2 separate regions of the Mus musculus genome follow, and region 1 is linked to region 2. A link is a contact called in public promoter capture Hi-C data. All regions are on one chromosome and are shown on one strand. The core of a region is the stretch at or near the end of the contact, and the rest is flanking DNA. Distances in the headings are between cores, read along the strand shown.

What was found. Promoter capture Hi-C pulls out the DNA fragments that hold promoters and counts their contacts.
Region 1: a contact with region 2 is called in a promoter capture Hi-C map of liver, with 2.2 times the contacts expected there. The contact joins the promoter of Zfp81 here to the promoter of Akap8 in region 2. A contact is called at or near these places in 1 of 39 promoter capture datasets (liver) and 1 of 115 datasets of contacts at active chromatin or transcription factors (embryonic forebrain).

The regions. Positions count from the first base shown.
Region 1 is chr17:33,357,561-33,361,745 of GRCm38.p6, reverse strand. Zfp81 (zinc finger protein 81) reads left to right here and starts at 2,868. Exons shown (of 4, transcript NM_207541.1): 1 at 2,868-3,012. The coding sequence starts at 3,010.
Region 2 is chr17:32,318,692-32,322,966 of GRCm38.p6, reverse strand. Akap8 (A kinase (PRKA) anchor protein 8) reads left to right here and starts at 1,729. Exons shown (of 14, transcript NM_019774.5): 1 at 1,729-1,882; 2 at 4,158-4,196. The coding sequence starts at 1,864. It overlaps Akap8l (A kinase (PRKA) anchor protein 8-like), which reads left to right. Exons shown (of 14, transcript NM_017476.2): 13 at 976-1,071; 14 at 1,182-1,543. The coding sequence ends at 1,475.

The sequences.
Region 1 (4,185 bases), core at 1,619-4,118, 1.0 Mb before region 2:
CTGTATTGTACTTTCCATAGATGATAGTTTTCCTTGTGTGGATTATTTCACATAGAGGCATCATAGTATCATCTATTTTCCTGAAAATGGCATGAGTTTGCTTTTCCTTATGGTTGAATTATAGTCAATTATATGTACATATGTATGCATGTATGTCTTTATCTGTCTGTACACATAGGAAATTTCTAGTTTCTTTGGGAAGTCAGTTATATCAAATAATGTTTTGCTGGGACACACAGGTGAAAGGATGGTTTGCTATAGCAGGAATGTGAAAGGATTCATGATGAAGAAGTACAAATATGACCCCACAGACAGTGGGAGAGAAGCATTCGGTTTGCTCTGCCTGATATTCTTTGCTTACTACATCCATGTATTAGTTCACCTTACATAGTGTTGTTGTGCTAGTGGTTAAGCCTGAGAGAAACTCACCAAAAAACTTCTTGTAGCGTTCCTGCCACTTCTTGCCTCTTCTGCTACCTCCCCTCAGGCTGGCCTGTGAGCCTTGCAGTTTCTTCAGGATGAATTATAGCTGCTGGTTCGTGTGTGGTATCTGCCTGCCGAGAGGACTAGACTGAAGCTGCGGTTCATGTATGGTGTTTGCCTGCCAAGGGAACTGGACTGAAACTGATGATTCATATTTGGTGTTTGCTACAAGCAACATTCATTTCTGAACTTTTGACAAAGAAGAGTGAACTCACCCCAAAGAACTATTCCTAAACAGGCCCACTTCTCTCATATCCTAATAACTTTTCTCCTCCACTGCCTCTGGTGGGTGGTGGGCAAGAAGAAAGGTTGAATATTTATTAAAATAGGCTGAGTGACCCCAATGGGGAAGTTAGAGTAAGGGCTGTAGGAGGTGAAGGGGTTTGCAACCTCATAGGAAGAACAACAATATCAACCAACCAGCACCCCACCCCAAGCTCCCAGGGACAAAACCACCAACCAAAGAGTAACCATGGCTCCAGATGGATATGTAGCAGAGGATTGCCTTATCTGGCATCACTGGGAGGGGAGCCCCTTGGTCCTGTGGAGTCTTGGTGGCCCAGGATAGGGAAATGCTAGAGCACTGAGGCAGGAGTGGGTGGGCAGGTGGGGGAGAAACCTCATAGAGGCAAGGGGAGAGAGAAGGGGATAGGGGGCTTGTGGAGGGGAAACTGGGAAGGGGAATAACATTTGATATATAAATAAATAAAATAACCAATAAAAATAAAATAGGCTGAAAAAATTATGCCTACATACATACACTATATTCTCTTTATTTGTGTCTTAACAAGATCTTGGCAGATTTCAGAGCTTAGCTATTTTTGAGCAGTGCTATAATAAACATTAATGTGCATTTCTCTTTAAGATTTATTTATTGTGTATACAGTATGTATGCATATATGCTTACAGGCCACAAGACAGCACCAGATCCTATTATAGATAGTCATGAACCACTGTGTGATGGCTATAAGTTGAACTCAGGACCTCTGGAAGAGCAGCCAGTGCTCTTAACTTCTGAGCCATCTCTCCAGTCCATGTCCATTCATTTCTTATGTATAGTAAAATTCTTTCCTTTCTCTTTCCTAGCAAAGGGTGCTGGTTTTAGTTTGTGACCTTTAGTTTTGAGGTTTTGTTTGTTTGTTTGTTTGTTTTCAGAATGGTTTCTGTGTGTCCCTGGCTGTCCTGGAACTCTCTTTCCTTCCTTCCTTCCTTCCTTCCTTCCTTCCTTCCTTCCTTCCTTCCTTCCTTCTTTCTCTCTCCTCCTCCTCCTCTTCCTCTTCCTCCTCCTCCTCTTCCTCTTCCTTTTCTTCACAATGACCTTTAACTTCTTGCCTCCAAAGTCCTGTAATTAAAGGTCTGTACCACCATGCTAAACAATTTTAAGTTGTTTTTGTTTGTTTGTTCTTAGAAATCTTCATACTTTATTTTTGTGTCTGTATTAATTTACATTCTCTCTTAAAAGTTATAATGACTCTTTCTCCTATATCTGGTTTCATATATACTTCTTTTAAAATTTTAAGATTATTTTTATATGTGTATGAATGTATGTATGTGCACCATGTGAGAACCTGGTGCCTGTGAATTAAAAAGGTGATGAAGCTCTTGGAGTTAAGATGTTTTCAAACGATCGTGTGGATGATTGAAAGCAATCCCAGGGCCTCTGTAAGAGTAACAAGTGCTCCACATCTTAATATTCAGAAGTGGGACAGTGTATTCTACAGCCACATTGAAGTTCTAGCCGAAATAAACCAAATCCACAAACACTATTTCTAGGAGTTTGGTGAAATGCATCTCTAATCTTAACCACCGCACAAGTTCTTCATGTTGAAGATATATTCTGAATTCAGCATTCTCTGTACGTTATAAAACCCAAACACTGTACAGTAAGCAGCGTAATGACCACCTATAGTACAAGCCCAAAGAAGCGCTGGTGAGATGGGTTGGTTGGTAAAATGCCTGATTATCCTTCATGAGGATCTGCGTTTGGATCCCCAGAACCCACGTAAAAAGCCGGCCAAGCCTCTATCGCTAAAACTGGAGGTAGGGATGTGTGTCATTGGCTTTGTCCTAATGTCACTGAGTCCTGAATGTTCACAAAAAAAGTAGTGTGAGTAAGCGGAAAGGCACGAGGAACTCACACGAAGAACTAAATGTGTGCTCTAAAAACCCCGAAGTATATTCTCTTTAAATAGAATGACACCAAATATACTCCGGGTTTACTCCAGGGGTTTGGGGGAGCCAGAGTTAGGGAGGTTCTGTAGTCAGTTTGCCGGGTGAGTTCCATTTAAACGCGCTGAAAAGAGTTAAAGAGGCGGGTCGGTACCGTTCACCAATCAGGGACGTTGTTACTTTCCTGCATGAACTGCCCAATGAGGAGCATGGATAGTCAGAGGGTGCCGCCATTGCCGCCCTGTTTGAGTCCTGTGTAGCTCCAGGGAGGCAGGTGGTGACTTGGCCTGAGTCGCTGTCCCTTCTGCTGATTGTAGGCCCTTTAGGAAGCACACTGCTCGCGTGTGAAATCAGGAAATGGTGAGTGTGCCCTGTGTTCCTGGAGTCGTGCGTGGCACGTTGGTGACATCGCGGAGGCTTTGTCCCTGTGTGGTGCCGCGGCACTGACGTTCGCCTGATTCTGTGCAGGAGTCTGTCACCCGCGCCCTCTCACCCACGTGCGTTTTAATTCCGTGCAGAGCAGGCAGCGGGGAGCCTGGGGTCTGGTCCTGTCGGTCCGGCCCTGCCCTGCCCCGCCCCCCTTCTGAAGCAGTGTCTTCTAGTCCGCTGTGCTCTCGGGTGAGACAGCGCCTCTCCAGACTGCATCGCTGGCGAGTTGGCGTGATGCTCTGTAGCATTTAGACTGTTGTGAGGGGCTTTGATAAACGCTGTTCGTTCCTTCCTTCCTTCCTTCCTTCCTTCCTTCGTGGGCATCGAACCTCAGGCTTTGCTCATTCTAGGCAATCCTTTTACCAATGAACTGTAAACCTATCCCGCATCCTGGTTTTTGCTGTTAGCGTTAATGCAGGAGGATTTGTTTGCTCCCTCTGGGCTGAGAGTGGGAGGAATGCTCCGGCTTGCAAGGAAGAGAGGATTTTCAATTTGCTTCAAAATTGTTTGGATTCACCAACCAATTGGGCAATTAATTGTCTAGGCACAGGTGAAATTTGGGGGAATTTTTTTTTTCTTCTAGCATTGCTGGCTGTAAAAAAAAAAGCATGAGATGGGATGAATAATTTAATTGTAAAAACAAACAAAAACGTGGTAGATTCTTTGGCTGTGGACTTGAACAGAAGGGATGAGAGGGTTATATCTGTTTCTATCTCATCGTTATGAATATTCGTAAGTTGTTTATATCCTCTTGATTTAATTTTAGCTTGTTGTATGCGACTCAGAATCAAACCATTTCTTGCATATATTTCTTTTCCTCGTGGGGGGTATTTTTTTCAAAATACTACCAAATGGTCCACTGCTTTTCTTTTTTCCTGTCTTTTTTTTTTTTAGTCTCTTGCAACCTCCCCTAATTTATGACTTTATTAATTTGTCTCTTCCCTCTTTTTTGTTAGCTTGACTACAGTTTTGCCTATTTTACTGTTTTTTAAAAGAACCATTTCTGAGATTGACATTGACTGTGTGTATTCTTTGAGTCAATTTCAATAATTTTTCAACTTATTTTTTACTTCTTGCTGTCTTTTGCTCTTAAGTCTGACATTT
Region 2 (4,275 bases), core at 480-2,979:
TGGTTCTCTCCTTTATTGTATGTGACCTTAGAATTGGGTTCAATTTGCCAAGCTGTGCTTTTACCCAGAGTCATCTTGCCAGACCCTTTATTGTTTTTACATTTTACTTTTTTTGTTGTCACTGGAATTGAGGGGAGGGGGGTGGCAGTGAAGGTTTTTCTGTGTCCTGGAACTTGCTCTGAGACCAGGCTGGCTTTGAACTCAGGAAGATCTGCCCTCCTACCTCAGCCGCCCAAGTGCTGGGATTAACGATATGGGCCACCAAGCCCAGCCCTACGTTTTACTTTTAATAAGTTTTATTACATCTGGTGTGTGTGTATATATATGGGGATTGAACCTAACTAAGGCTTTAAGAATACTAAGAAAGCACTCTATCATCAAATTATTATATTATCTCCAGCTGGCCCCCTCCCCCTTTTTACGTTTTATTTTTTTATTTTTTATTTTCTTGTATGTTTTGCCTGCACATATGCTCACTATTCACATGCCTGGTGCCTGTGGTAACCAGAAGAGGGCTTCATATTCCTGGGAACTAGATTAGAGATTGTTGTCAGCCACCTTGTAGGTGGCAGAAAATGAACCTGAGTCTTTGAAATACTAACAAGTCCTTTACGCTGAGCCATCTCTCTAGCTCCCAGCCGTCTTTTATTTTCTGAGACATAGTCAAACCATGTAAACCGTTAAACTCTGTAGTCCAGGTAGGCCTTCCACTTTAATGTCCTGGAGTTACATGGCCTGTGCCACTAAGTCCAGTACTTACTATAGTTTCTATGTAAGCAGATCAGGTTTCAAACAGCAAATAAGGTGTGGGTGATCAGATCGAATCCTAGTTCCTTGCATGCCTGTCCAGACTGACTGGAATTACGCCCAAGGTCACTTACAGACACTAGGACTAGTTATTGGTGAATCTGAACCTCAGCTGGGTTTGTTGGATTCCTAGAGCAGCCTCACCAGCCCTGTCTGCCCTGCCCATAGCTTATGATGGAGCAGTCCAAGAAGTCCTCGCTTATGGTGGCCCGCAGTATTCTCAACAACAAGCTCATTAGCAAGAAGCTGGAGCGATATCTGAAGGTGAGGCAAAGGCGAAAGCACTGTCCTAGTCCTGACCTTTGTGTGAGCCTGGTCCCCATTCTATCCCAGTGATTCCTACCTCCCATTAAAGTCTCTATCCATCTCTACAGGGCGAGAATCCTTTCACTGACAACCCAGAGGAGGAAAAGGAACAAGACGAGGTGGAGGCTGGCGCTCTGGATGAAGGGGCACCAAGCGAAGCGACAGAGCTCACAGAGGGCGTGCCGGCACAGCCCCCCGTGCCCCTGGAGCCCGCCCCAGGGACTACAACACCGCCACCTCCGCCACCACCAGAAGAGGAGGAGAGCCCTGTACCCTTGCTGGGCGGAGCGCTGCAGTGTCAGATCCGCGGGATCCCGGGCCTCGACATGGAAGACGACGAGGAGGGCGGTGGGGGTCCATAACCCTTACCCGGCAGGGCTCCCGTGGCCGAGGCTGGAAGTCCAGCCTAATAAAGTGCTTTCCCATCTGAGGTCTTCGTTTGTGCTGTGGTGAGGGCGGGCCCCTAGAAGTGCGCCTGCGCGCGGGTAAACGCGCTAGAACCGCTCACGCGTGCGCGGACCTGGACGCTCTTGCGCACTAGCTTACCCTTGAGGCACAACTCCCGAGATGCTGTAGATTTGCAACCCGGAAGGCTGGGCGGATCGGCGGGGGCGGGCCCATTTGAGCAACCAATGGTAGCGCCCAGAAAGAGACGTACGCTCTTCGTCTTCCAGTAGCAGACAGCACGTTGAACGCATGCGTTCTGAGCGAATCTAAGACAAGGATCTGCTGGCGGGTCGCGTCGCAGACATGGAGCAAGGCTACGGAGGTTAGTGTGGGCTCTTCTTCACCACGGGAGACCCTGGCGCATGTGGTATTCGGGCTTAGCCTGCAGCCGGAACGCACTTGCCGCAGCCCGGTTCTGTGTGGAGTTGTCCCGGACGCGCGCGCTTCCCTTATTGGGCCTCTGCGCAATCGTTCCCGAAGCGCCGCGCGTGGATTGGCCGGTAGGACTCGGGGCGGGGGGTGCGGATGAGGCGCGAAGGCCGACGCTGTGGCCGGTTTCTGGATGCGTTCTGGACCGCTTTCACTGTGCAAGCCGAGTGGCTCTCATCGCTGCGGGACCCCAGGACCCGAGCGGTCTCAGTCCCGCCTTCTCTTCCGAAGACGCCACAAAATGGCGGCTCCAGGGGCGGGGCTAAAGCGAACGCTGAGGAAGCGGGGGGTGGAGGGGGTTGAGGTCCGGCTGGGTTGCGGCGGCCGTAGCGAGGAGAGAGTCTCAGCTCATCCTCCGCAGGTCGTCCTTGAGAGCTCGTGTCCCCGGGCTCGCTTTTCTGAAGGCTTACGGGCAGCGCGCGATCGGCCCAGCTGTGCACTGCGGCTACACCCGGTGCAGCTTTTTGGGAAAACCTGGCTGGGTCTCTGCAGTGTACGCGGCGTGAGGTGCTCGTGGGAGGTGTGCTGCCTGAGGGGCTGGGATTCTGGACTGTAACATTACGGGGGTCTGCGGAAGCGGGAACGTTGCCTTTCCTAACCTAAATGTCAGCAACTTTTCGTAATTAGGCGTCGGTTCTCGAGCTATCTGCTTTTAATCTCCTGGGAGGCCTTGACTCTGTACGGAGATTTACCCGCAGGAGATAGTTGGAACATGTGGAATGGGGTTGGAAGTGGGCACAGGGAGTGGTTAGTGGCTTCTGGCGGCTAAGGAAGGGATCTTGAGAGGCAGCAGAGTAACAAGATCCCTAGAATTGGACTTGCCAGAGAGGCCTGAGGTGTGATGAACACGTGTGCTTGGGTATCAGCCTAGTGCTCTTTGCCTTTGGGATCCTAGATCTATGTCTTCCATTCTTAGCCTTTCCACCAGATAGATACCTGTCACAACCCTGCTATACTTCTTTGGTCTAGGGAACTTCATGGTGACTCCCACTTTCTACCAGCCAATAATTTTACAGATACAGTTAGGGTATTTGCAGCCTTCCTGGTTTTTTTGTTTTTTTAACTAAGAATTTTTTTAGCCGGGCGTGGTGGCGAATGCCTTTAATCCAAGCACTTGGGAGGCAGAAGCAGGCAGATTTCTGAGTTTGAGGCCAGCCTGGTCTACAAAGTGAGTTCCAGGACAGCTAGGGCTACAGAGAAACCCTGTCTCAAAAAACCAAAAAAAAAAAAAAAAAAAAGAAGAAGAAGAAGAAGAAGAAAAAGAATCTTTTTTTTTTAAGATTTATTTATTATATGTAAGTACACTGTAGCTGTTTTCAGACATTCCAGAAGAGGGCATCAGATTTCGTTAGGGATGGTTGTGAGCCACCATGTGGTTGCTGGGATTTGAACTCGGGACCTTCGGAAGAGCAGTCAGCGCGATTAACCACTGAACCATCTGGCCAGCCCCTCCCTGGTTTCTAAGTAGCAGTTAGGTATGGCCGTACTGAGTGCCTGTCAGCACATTTAAGGGACTGTGTTACAGTGGGGCTTTTGGGATATTCTGGAAAGGGAACTAACCATTAACACTGTCAAAGTGAAGTCATTCGACAGCCTGGGACTGTGCCACTGTATCGGACTATATGCTAGGCTCCAAAAACACAAATGAAGAGAATGTATTCCCTTTCTGTTCAAAGGAGTGTTGTAGGGGGTGACTTAGAAGGTCAGAGGGAGGCTTGAAAGCTGGGGTGTTGAGTGTTTAGTTACATGGAAGCAAAGCCTAACGTTTATGTCACCGAATTTCTAGCTTGTTTCCCAGTTTCGTGGCATAACTGGCAGCACTCTGAGCTTTCCCGCTTATGTGGCGGCTAGGCCAGTACAGTGGGCACTGTGACCTAATGCTGTGTTTTGTGTCCTCTAAACTTGGTTCCCTCCCTCCCGCCACCCCCCCCCCCTTTTTTTTTTTTTTTTTTTTTTTTTTTTTGCTTTGATGTCAGCTCAGCCAGGTAAGGTATGATGGTTTGCTTGCATTTGTGGGTGGAGATAGTTCTTAAAGGCTGGAGGAGGTGCGCTGGATCACATTTACGTTCCCTCGTTGTAAGCTGACACTTCTTTAGACTCTTTGGGTGTTATCAGAACTCTTATTTCCTTGAGGTAGGACAGAATCTTGACACATGATCTTTTCACAGGCTATGGGGCATGGAGTGCTGGACCTGCCAACACCCAGGGTAAGTGGTTCCTGATTAATGGGTTGGCTTGTGGGTTTCTCCACTGCATGCCCCCTTGTAGTAGAGCCCAGCATCTGTC